Linked DNA regions of Arabidopsis thaliana: region 2 is linked to region 1. A link is a contact called in public targeted proximity ligation data. All regions are on one chromosome and are shown on one strand. The core of a region is the stretch at or near the end of the contact, and the rest is flanking DNA. Distances in the headings are between cores, read along the strand shown. Region 1 holds the start of AT1G76810 (eukaryotic translation initiation factor 2 (eIF-2) family protein). Region 2 holds the start of AT1G76892 (a long non-coding RNA gene).

Region 1 (5,813 bases), core at 90-2,589:
TCCTCTTCCTGTACTGTCCTTCCACTCTTGTTATTCTTCTTCTTTTTCTTACTCTTTCCAGTTTCCACAACCTCCACATTCTTAGTATCAGAAGTTTTAGTTTCGTCTGCAACTGAGTCATCACCTACTGAGGCCAAAACACTGCCGCCCTTCTTTTTAGAAGATTTCTTCTTACCTGAAAACGTTACTTCAGGGCTCTCTTCATCTTCAATTGTATTTTCGTCGTCTCTAGAGTTTGAAGCATCAGTCCCTTCTTCTTCATCGAGCAAATCAGCGGTAAACGAGTTAGTGTTCTTCTTCGAAGACTTAGATGACTTCTTTTTCTTACCAGAGAAGGTGATAGGAGACTCTTCTTCCTCATCTTCGTGCACTTCCTCTGTATCATCATCATCACTACCAAGTGCATCAAAAGCTGAAGCGGCAAATGAATTACCGCCTTTTTTACCCTTCTTAGACGCATGCTTCTTACCCGTAAAACTTATAACTGGCTCATCATCTTTGTCACCATCAGATTCATTATCCTCCTTCTCATCTTCATCATCAAGCAAGGCAAAGCTAACAGAACCACCGCCCTTCTTACCTTTCGACTTCTTCTTCCCAACAAAAGCTATCTCAGGAACATCGTCTTTCACCCCCGCAGCCGAAACCTTATCAGAAAAATCATCATCATCATCCTGCTGCGTACCCTTCTTATTACCTTTCTTACCCTTCTTCTTCCCAGTGATAACAACAACCTTCTCTTCCTCAACTTTAGACTCCTCAGACAACTCAGTACCTATTGAGTACTCATCGTCATCAATTTGAGCACCTTTCTTCTTAGATTTAGTAGCACCAACGAGAGATGACGCAGGAGGTTGCTGCTCAGCATCTCCACCTCGAGCACTCGGCTTCTTCCGCCCCATTGGAAAATTTCAGGTCTGGTTCAGAATTGGTTCCGAATTCTTCCGACTAATCAATAAATCGAGGTGAAATTTCCTACAATTCGAACGGAAACAAATTAGGTTTTCTGGGATCGGCACAACACAATCCTTTTAGAAAATGAAACCACAAGAGAGACGAGGAAGCGATACTGTGGCTAAGAGGAGAGAATCGAAGAAGCTTTACCTTATTCCGGAGAGGAATTAATCGATAGGCTGAGCTAAGTTTAGAGAGAGAGAGCGCGGCGCGGAGAGAGAGAGAGAGAGAGAGAGAGAGTAGAGAACCGAGAAATAGCGAAGCTTTGAGAAACCGGCGTGAAGCTTCCTAGGGTTGAGCTAAACGCTGTGTAGATTTTACCGATTCTAATAAAAAAAAATTGTGACGTTTGTTAAATACTATTTTTTTCTCCGTTTTCTTTCTCGATAGTGTTATTTTTTCTTTTAAAATAAAAGATATGTCATATTCTTTGTTATAAAATGTAATTTCTGAATGGGATTCAACAGTTGTAATTTTCACGTTTTAATATACTGAAATCTAACTTATATAATTAAGACACATAAATTTTATTAATATGGACTAAAATAAGGGAAATCAGCATGATTTAGCTGTTTAAAGTATTCATTTAAAAAAATAATCTTCTCGCGTTATGATTTGTTTGAAATACTTTTCTAAAACATATCCGCATCCAATGTTTTTTGTTTTTGGAAGTTTTTAAGAGAGAGCTTTGTTAAGGCATGAGCTTCTCGATTCGTTTCTCTAGGAACAAAAGAAAACGTAATTGCTTGAAAAGACCTAGGATTGCCACTCGCGTGCAAGGGAGATTGCTTGAGACCGGGTTTCTCTCGGAGAGTCGTGGCGGTCGTTGAAAATTTTCTAGTTTCGGGCAAGTCAGTGAAGTATGATCTCACTCCAGCTCAGGTATCATGGAACATGAACCTTTGGCTTATCTCTGATCTTGACTCATCTCTCTCCATCCTCAACAATGGACACATGCTTCTTTAGCTGACTTTTGTTAGATAGGCATAACATTCATGCTTGTGTGGTTTAGTAGAAACACTTTTCGACTGTCTATGATTGATTCAGCCATTCAGGTGAGAACGGGGCAGATATATTATTCCTTTTTCTTTTGCTTTTGATTTTGTGAATTTGGGCTTGTTAGAAGAAAATGATTAATGTTTGTAAATTGGGTTTTGAATATTGGGCTTGGGAGAGGAGCTTTAATAATTGGGCTAATAATGGATTGGAATTAGAGTTGAGAAATTAGATTAAAAAAAGGATTAGATTAGTGATGAAGTAAGAGTTTTTGCTCTCTCTCAAACGGCTCGCTTTGATTACTCACGTAAGGTAAGCTTCTTCGATTCTCTCATCTCCTGTGTCCTTTGTGCCGATCCTCAAAAAAAACTAATTTTTTTTTACCTGGATTGATTGATTAGCCGGAAAGAATTTGGAACCGGCTCTGTAATTTATCCATGGGTCGGAAGGAGCCGAGTTCTCGAGGTGGAGATGATGAGCAACCACTTGCGTCATCTCTCGTTGGTTCTAAATCTGATAAGAAATCTGTTCAAATTGATGATGATGAATACTCAATATGTCTTGAGGAGCCTAAAGTTGAGGAAAACAAGGTTGTTATCACTGGGAAGAAGAAGGGTAAGAAAAGGAATAAGAAGGGTACGCAGCAGCAGCAGGATGACGACGATGATTTTGCTGATAAGTTTGCGGTGGAGGAAGAGGTTGTTCCGGATAATGCTTTTGTAGGGAATAATAAGAAGTCGAAAGGTAAAAAAGACGGTGGCTCTGTTAGCTTTGCCCTGCTTGCTGATGAAGATAACAGGGAGGAAGCAGAGGATAATGATATCACGTTTTCAGGTAGGAAAAAATCATCTAAAAAGAAGAGCAGCAGTGTCTTGGCCTCAATAGGTGATGAAGAAAGTAGTCAATCTAAAACTTCTGATTCTAAGAGTGTGGAGCTTGTAGAATCGGCAAGGAGTAAGAAACATAAGAAGAAGAACAAGAGTGGAAGGACACTTCAGGAAGATGATGATTTGGACAAGCTTCTGGCAGAACTTGGAGAAACTCCTGCTGCTGGAAAGCCTGCTTCCGAAGAAGAGAAAGATCAAGCTCAGCCTGAGCCAGTTGCACCTGTAGAGAATACCGGTGAGAAGGAGAAGAGGAGACTGTTGAGACTGCTGCAGCCAAGAAAAAGAAAAAGAAGAAGGAGAAAGAAAAGGAAAAAAAAGCAGCTGCTGCTGCTGCGGCAACCTCTTCTGTAGAGGCTAAGGAGGAAAAACAAGAAGAATCAGTAACTGAGCCGCTACAGCCGAGGAAGAAGGATGCAAAGGGTAAAGCAGCAGAGAAGAAAATTCCTAAACATGTTAGAGAGATTCAAGAGGCTCTTGCACGTCGGCAAGAAGCCAAAGAGCGAAAAAAGAAGGAAGAAGAAGAAAAATTGAGGAAGGAGGAAGAGGAGCGCCGCAGGCAGGAAGAGCTTGATGCTCAAGCTGAGGAGGCTAAGCGTAAAAGAAAGGAAAAGGAAAAGGAGAAACTGTTGAGGAAGAAGCTAGAGGGCAAGCTTCTAACTGCAAAGCAAAAGAGTGAAGCTCAAAAGAGGGAGGCTTTTAAGAACCAGCTGCTTGCTGCTGGTGGAGGTCTTCCTGTTGCAGACGATGATGATGATGCTACTTCCTCAAAGCGCCCCATTTATGCCAACAAGAAAAAATCATCTCGCCAGAAAGGCAATGACACTTCTGTCCAGGTGGAAGGTGAGGTAGAGCCAAAAGAAAACCATGCTTTAGGTGAAGTTGGTTCAGCAGACACTGAAAAGGTTGATTTACTAGAGTCAGCAAACTTAGGCGAGAAATCAGGAGGACCTGCTGATGTAGCTCAGGAGAATGGGGTTGAGGAAGATGATGAATGGGATGCAAAAAGCTGGGATAATGTTGATCTTAAAATCAGAGGTGATTTTGACGATAAAGAGGAAGAAGCTCAGCATGTGGTTAAGAAAGAATTTAAGGCACATTATTCAGGTTAGTATGATATGTAGTTCTTTGCTCTTCTTCCTAGTGTTTAATGTCTGTTTTAATCTAATTTTTTGAACTTTTACAGACCATGAAACTGAAAAGCCAACAGCTAAACCAGCAGGTATGAGCAAGCTAGAAACAGCTGCGGTGAAAGCTATTTCTGAAGTAGAAGATGCTGCTACACAGACAAAACGTGCTAAGAAGGGTAAATGCTTAGCTCCAAATGAATTTATAGAAGAAGGTGGAGAAAAACTCCGTTCTATCATTTGCTGTATCATGGGTCATGTCGATAGTGGTAAAACAAAGCTGTTGGATTGTATCAGAGGAACAAATGTACAGGAAGGTGAGGCTGGAGGTATAACTCAGCAGATTGGTGCAACATATTTCCCTGCCAAAAACATCCGAGAGAGGACCAGGGAACTGAAAGCCGATGCAAAACTTAAGGTGCCTGGTCTATTGGTTATCGATACACCTGGCCATGAGTCCTTCACTAATCTGCGGTCAAGAGGTTCAAGTTTGTGTGACCTTGCCATTTTGGTGGTTGACATAACGCATGGTTTACAGCCGCAAACCATAGAGTCTCTAAATCTTTTGAGGATGAGGAATACAGAGTTCATTATTGCATTGAATAAGGTAACACTGCTTGTCATTCTGCGAGGATGGGATTTTTTTCTCTGTTGCAAAACTTATATGGAAAATAATATCTTCACCTTCCTCCAGGTGGATAGGCTATATGGATGGAAAACATGCAAGAATGCTCCTATCGTGAAGGCAATGAAGCAGCAAAATAAAGATGTTATAAATGAATTTAACTTGAGGCTGAAAAAAGTAAGTTATAGGTCTAGAGTTTCTTATTGTATGGTTTGAGCTATCAATTTGTGTACATGTTGTTCAAATTATGTTGTTTGATTGGTATTCCAGATTATAAACGAGTTCCAGGAGCAAGGACTCAACACTGAGCTTTATTACAAGAATAAAGACATGGGAGAAACTTTCAGTATTGTTCCTACTAGTGCTATTAGGTATGAGTCTCTATTTACTGTTTGTAATATACAGCGTAACAGACAAGTTATTCATCCTAAACGTAATTGGGTAACGTTGGTTCTTGATATTACAGTGGAGAAGGGGTCCCAGATCTCTTGCTGTGGTTGGTTCAATGGGCTCAGAAAACAATGGTTGAGAAACTTACATATGTTGACGAAGTGCAGGTCTCTTTCCTTTCTCTTTAGGTAACACTTGTTTCTGCAATACTTCAGCATGCGGATTCTGATCTTTTCTTGAAATTGTTGAACAGTGTACTGTACTTGAGGTCAAAGTTATTGAAGGCCATGGTACAACGATTGATGTTGTGTTGGTAAACGGTGAACTCCATGAAGGTGATCAAATCGTCGTTTGTGGGCTACAGGCAAGTAAAAAAACTAATGATCCAAACAAGTAACGCACTGGGTATACATAGAACTTAGAAAAGTGAGCTTATTCTTCCTCATATTTCAGGGACCTATTGTCACAACGATTAGAGCATTACTGACTCCTCATCCAATGAAGGAGTTAAGGGTGAAGGTACTTTTAGATCTCCACTTCATGTCTCTTGTTACTGTTTTTTCCTCGAGTAACATACATTATGCAAATTGTTGCCGATGTCAATTTTTTTAACACACATCAAAAAGTGTTGTTTTGATGTTGCAGGGTACTTATCTGCATCACAAAGAAATAAAGGCTGCACAAGGCATCAAAATTACTGCCCAGGTGAAATGGACTAACTCTACTATAATCTTTGTCACTAGCAGCTGGTATTAAATATACTGACGTTTAGATGATATCCTAAATATTTTGGGTTGTGTTTAAAAGGGCCTTGAACACGCAATTGCTGGTACTTCC
Region 2 (6,126 bases), core at 2,892-5,391, 38 kb after region 1:
TGCAATTACGTTTTTGTCCTTGTCTTCAACCTTTGTCTTCCATTTCGTTTTTGCTTGTTGCCGGACCACAATTATTTGCCGACCACCACCGTCGGGCTTCATCCACGCATCTACTTCAACTCTATCACCACCTTCAGTTTTAGTTCTATTAACATCATCACTTTTGTCTCCGATTCATGAAACGTCATCACCATAAACACCATTTCATTCAATGATTTTGAATGAAAAAATATTAAACCCTAAGGGGATAATGTCTAGTAAACCCAAGGGCTTCAACTATAAACATTGAATTAATAAACCCAAGAGCTTTAATTATAAACACTGAATTAATCAAACCTTCTAAATTATCTTCAAATCGAAACCAAATTTGAAAATTATAATCATATATTCATGAAATCTTTGAGTTTTTTAATTTCTCCTGACAAATCGAAACTCAAAGATAAAGAGATTAGTTTCAAAGCTTTCGTCCTTTGGTGTTGCTTAAACTGGAGTTGTCATGAGATCTCGTCATGAAAAACCAGATCGAGAAATTAACTTTGTGGAAGAACAATTCTGAAATTTTTTTTGCAACAAAACAAGGGTAAAATTGTCTTTTCCGATGAAATAAAAATGGCAAACTCACAAACTGTTTAAAAAATGGCAAATTCAACAAATGCCATGTGAAAAAATGGCTTTCTTGTAATTGATTTTTTTACCAAAATAAAAATAATAAATAAGTTCTCCAATCATTTTTTCCACCCAAAATTTATTTCGTGTCACATAAATTATTTACTTTCCAAAACCCACAAAATATTGTTTTGTTGTTGCATTTAACCAAAAATATATTTTTGCATAAAAAAAAATAAAAATAAAAAGTCCATAATAATGGATAACTTGGATAGTTTGAATATAATGATGCAGCAGTCAAACGTTTCTACGATAGCCACAAATTTTTTAAGTTGGGTTATATTGCTTGTTTGGTTACGACTTACGAGTTTAGGTCTAATGATTTTGAAACTTAATTGTCAAAAAACTATTTACCGACAACATGATAATTGAAAGAAAAAAAATGAAACTTGGAAAACCCGAAGTGCAGAGAAGTGGGCATGGAAAAGGGAAAATGAGATGTGAGAAAGAATGGTGGCTACTTATTAGGAACGGAATCTTCTTCTTTTTCTTTTCCGCAAATGTTTTTATAATTTCTATTTGCATCTCTTTTTTTCCGAGGGGCTAAAACAATGATGACGACCCAAATACAGTAGATGTGTGTATAATCATAATCCATAAATGAGAGTGCAATATGAGATAAATTAATTACTTTGAATCCTTCGGAATTGATGAGTTCTTGAGCATTACGGGAATACAACAATTACAATTCAAGATATTTTAAAAAAGTTTCCCCTAATTGACCTAAAAGAGGTGATATATCCAAAAAGAAAGTGATTCTTTTTGCTATAAATGGTTTTTTTTGAAAAATAAGTTTCGGCAAAGCATAATATCAAAGTTAGCTTTTACTTTTGTTTTGACACGACAAAGGTCAACATTTCGTGGGGGGACATAAAGAAGTTTTAGGCAAATGATTTCTCATGGCGTTGAAGAGCAAAAGTCTATTTTCTATGACTCTAAAATATGCCACGGAACATCTTTAACTTTGTTTTTCGTAGTTACAAAACTCGCATATATATAAATCCATTCTAGTGTTACTGGATAATTCAAACGTTAAGTTTAGCCTCCAGTGGTTAGTACTTGTTTGATTATAAGAAGACAGCGGAAAAATCATAAACTCCATATACACAATTTAGTACTTAATGTTCAAGCTGCCAAAGGAGCAAGAGAATGTTCTGCCGGTATAAGTATATGATCTGCCTAGATACATGTTACATGCATACATAAGCATGCAATAGAAGATTAACATAAAAAAAAAACTCCACAAAAATTAATTAGAAAACAAGTTTATTTATCATCATCAAGTTTTGTTTAATTATGCTTTACTAATTTTTATTTTTATTTCTGTTTCCTTTTAAAGTTATCTTTTCACTGGACAATCTTAATTAATGTAGTCTTTTCATTTAAAATACGACACTATTATTTTCTGGCAACTGTTCAATACTAACATTAATTCCAATATAATGTGTGTTTGTTGGGTTCCACCTCGTGACATGTAGGCACAAATTACAGAAAGAAACGCACCAACGCCATCTACCACACGGACTATACTTTTCATTACACGATTTAAGGTAAATTTACATATTAGAAATTTAGAATGGGATAAGAAATAAGAAGTTAAAGTTGAGATTCATATTAAAAAGAAAGAAAAAAATGATGAAAACGACGACCCAATTTGAATTTGTAGGTCCAAAAGTTTATTACTTGTGTCGGGTACCCATGGATATAGATGGATGCTTGATTACCCTTGGCTTCTCCCAACCAATTGGGCCAATTTTGATTCAATTTTCATCAGTTGATACTATAGTGAAACTTCTGGTTCTATAAATTACTAGTATTAGATAAACATCTCACATATTTCTTTAAAATCAATTATTTTATTAAATATATCACGAAATGGAATACTAATAACTAAAAAATCAAGCCATTTACTTACATTTGTTGTATATGCTTTTTTTTTTTCCTTCAACCCCATTTTACAGGAAAGTGTATATAATAAAATGATTATAAAACCACTTAGGTGAAAAGATTATTGTTAATGTCCATAGGTGAAGATGTTTTGTTCAACACAATCTCGAACTCACTTGTCTCATTGTCTCCTTCTCCCTCTTCTTCTTCATCGTATTCATCTTCTTCACTCTCTCCTTCTTCTTCATCTTCTTTATCACCAACTTTTTCCCTCTGATCAGTCTCAAACTCGGTCTGGGTTTCTTGCGAGAGAAGCAACTGTCTCTGTGGAGTCACCATTAGAGGCAATGGCAATGGCATTGCCCCACTTTTGTTCCTCTCGTTGTACAAAGCTTCGAGCTGGTGAAAATAAGGGCAAGTCTTGGAATCAAGGGGACGTTTCTTGTTGCTTTCTTTGACTTTCTTAAAGTACTTGTTGATGTTTTCCCACTTCTCTTTGCAGCGTTTCGCGCTTCTATTGTATCCCAATCTTCTCATCCCTGCAGAGATCTCTTCCCATAATGGTCCCTTAGTACCGTTTTCTTGATAGTTAGCTTCAAGATTCTTTCTTATCCTTATCAAGGCCTCGACCTCGGTTTTAGGCCATCTTGAAGAACTAGGAGACACCGAATGATTGTTATCGTAATTCCCCATCTTTATTGTTGTATCCAATAGAACCGCCCTCGGCTCTTTACTCTCAAACGTTATTGAATGATCGCTTTGATATTGTTTCCTTTGTGATGGTTTATGATTATGTTGTTGCGGTTGTTGTGGTTGTCCTCCTGAGATTTTGTGTAAGAAGGATATGATTGCAGCGTCTTTAGCTGCAGCATTGGACCTCTCATGGATTAATGTTTCGTGTTCTCTGTTGATTCTCCCTATCTCTTGGACCCTCCAAGCTTCTTCTCTTGAGATTCTCTCTTTCTCACGATACTCCAGTGTTTCCAAGAACCTTTTTTGCATCTTCTCTTGTTTCTCCATTAACTCTTTTGTCAACTTCGTAAACAACCCTTTCCAATACTTCCTCTTCTTTCTCGAGCTCTTAACCTGATGATGATCTTCTTCCTCGTCAGATGCAGTAGATGAAGAAGTTGAGCTCGAGAAAAGATTCAGCGATGAAACATTGTTCATCAAGTCATTTGAAATTGGCGGCTGGCTAACAGTAGTAGTATTGTTGCTGCTATAAAAAGGAAAAGGCGTCGTGGAAGATGGTTGCTTGGCGAGGAAGGTAGGGTTTGTGGTGATGGGTTGTACACTAACCTGATGATGATGTTTCAACGGTGAAGAACTTTTTTCGGTTGATGGATTGCTAGAGCTAATCCATGGTATCAAGGAAGAGGTTGCGGGCGCGTTCGTGATCACTGCAGAAGATTTCGCGGGTTGCGACTCAGGTTCAGGTTGATAGGAACTGAGAGTCTCGAAAGCTTCTAACTCTTCGAAAAACCGGTAAGTTTTGCCTTCGGATTTCCCGGTACGACCTTCTTTGGTACGTTTGTGGTACTTGTACACGTTCTCGAACTTCTCCTTGCATTTCTTTGAACTTCTCTTGTAACCAAGCTCCATCATTTTCCTAATTCATGTATCAATCAATAAACTCATAATTAAGAAACAAATATTATCCAAACTTTTTCTTAGCTAGTTGTATGTAATACATATACCTATAAGCAAATAAATAGGCTTGTAGTCATATATTTCAAATGAATTACCGAAATATATGACTACACATATTATATATACATCCCATAAATATGTGAGACGAAAATATATGATCATAAAATTTCTGCTTAAATTTTCTACTTTATAAATATATATGCATGTAACAAAATATAACAAACCTGGAAATTTCTTCCCATAAGGGAGCTTTGAGAGTAGAGTCACGAAAAGCTTTATCCATCTCTGAACGTATTCTCAATAGAGCTAAAGTCTCTGGTCTTGGCCACCGGTTTCCTCCGCTGCCGGCTCCTTCACCGGTTTCCTCCATCTTCATATCTTTTTCCTCCTCGACGGAACCTCCCACGCCGCCGCCTGAGCTCTCTAACAGTCCTTCTGAGTTTCCAGACATAGCTAAGACTCGAACTTGAATCTTTCTTGAGAGAGATGAGGAGAGTTTCAAGAGAAGACGAAGGTTGTGGTTGAATTTCCTTTTTCTTTTCTTTTTAAATTTTTTTTGTCTATTGTGATTTTATCTTAGGGGTATTTAATTGGGTGGGATGGACCATTTTATCTAGATCTTATAAATATAATACAATTTTCTTCGTATAACTTTATTTTGTATATATATAGTTTTTCTTTCTATATTACAAAAAGAGGAGTAGGACTTAAAAGGGGAACTTTTTTCGCTTTCCTTCTGTCTTTTAATTTGGGAATCTTCTCATTGCTTATAAGAAAAATTTGGTACCAAAAATTAAAGTATTTCCTATAAAACAAACCATATTGTATATTTTATTTATTTCGTTAAGCAATGAATAAACTACTATATGTGTGTCTGGTTCACTGTAACATCTGATTAATGATTGGTTTAATCGGCAAACTAAAATTTCAGAAACTGACCATGTATTAAAATGAAGCTCTTAAATCGAATTTTTGATCGGATATATACACAAACAATTGTTGACTGTACCAATTTTAATCCTAATTATTTAATACGAAATTTTAACGTGGATAATTGGACGGTGTTTAACTGTCCCACTTTACCACTTGTGAGTTGTGTTGTGACCTGTGAGTTACTTAATTAGAATAATTATCTCTATTACACGTCTTTTAATTATTGGAGTGACTTTAATATTAGGTTACTATATAAGCATAGAGTATATTCATAGTAAATAGAACAAAAAAAACCACAATGATGATGAATTGAAATAATAACAACAATAGTATAAGATTGTGAGCTGTGGAGAAGCCTATAAGAATATTATTACATTAATCTTTAAATGATTGAGATCATAATGGATGCTTTTTCGTATAAATTATTATATAAGGCAAAAAAAATAATCAAAGGTAATCAGCAAGAACAGCTGCAGATAGAGACGATAGGGATAATATTCGGGTAATGTAGGCCCACGTGGGCCCATAATAGCTTCTCACCGCCGCTGGATCAAATCGCAAATTGGTCACGACACCGACTGTTAATTTTACCTTTTTATCCCCAAATGTTGACCTCTTTAATCATGCAACTAGTAGTTTATACAAAACCAGTAACACACACGTCATTGTTCACCGTATGATGTTTTTCCAATGTAATCTATAAATGGTGAAACAATACATTTTGTAATTTATACTTTGACGATTTGATGTTATGTATATAGAGCGGTGTGTGGGCGTAATTAATATACGTGGGAGGTTTTGATGTAACATCAAATTACGGTATTAAATTAGACGAGGAGTTAGATAAATGTCGAGGTTATATATGGTTATTAGGCGGATATCAAAAGCATTTATGAGAAAAAGCAAGTAGAGAGACATGATTTAGTTAGCTTATGACCTACCTTATTTAATGTTATTGAAATATTCCGGTGCCTAATAAGTAATAATGTA

The links.
Region 2: a targeted proximity ligation map of shoot shows a contact between it and region 1, with 11 read pairs. A contact is called at or near these places in 12 of 26 Hi-C or Micro-C datasets (callus, leaf, root and 3 more), 1 of 2 datasets of targeted methods (shoot) and 1 of 3 other capture datasets (seedling).

Annotation. Positions count from the first base shown.
Region 1 is chr1:28,835,409-28,841,221 of TAIR10.1, forward strand. AT1G76810 (eukaryotic translation initiation factor 2 (eIF-2) family protein) reads right to left here and starts at 1,340. Exons shown (of 13, transcript NM_106331.5): 1 at 1,105-1,340; 2 at 1-975. The coding sequence starts at 902. It overlaps AT1G76820 (eukaryotic translation initiation factor 2 (eIF-2) family protein), which reads left to right and starts at 2,165. Exons shown (of 13, transcript NM_106332.6): 1 at 2,165-2,262; 2 at 2,352-3,941; 3 at 4,021-4,568; 4 at 4,656-4,763; 5 at 4,857-4,957; 6 at 5,053-5,143; 7 at 5,230-5,340; 8 at 5,430-5,495; 9 at 5,622-5,681; 10 at 5,784-5,813. The coding sequence starts at 2,388.
Region 2 is chr1:28,870,550-28,876,675 of TAIR10.1, forward strand. It overlaps AT1G76892 (a long non-coding RNA gene), which reads left to right and starts at 4,142. Exons shown (of 1, transcript NR_139959.1): 1 at 4,142-4,450. GT2 (Duplicated homeodomain-like superfamily protein) reads right to left here and starts at 4,886. Exons shown (of 2, transcript NM_106340.4): 1 at 4,428-4,886; 2 at 2,503-4,162. The coding sequence starts at 4,654. The coding sequence ends at 2,662.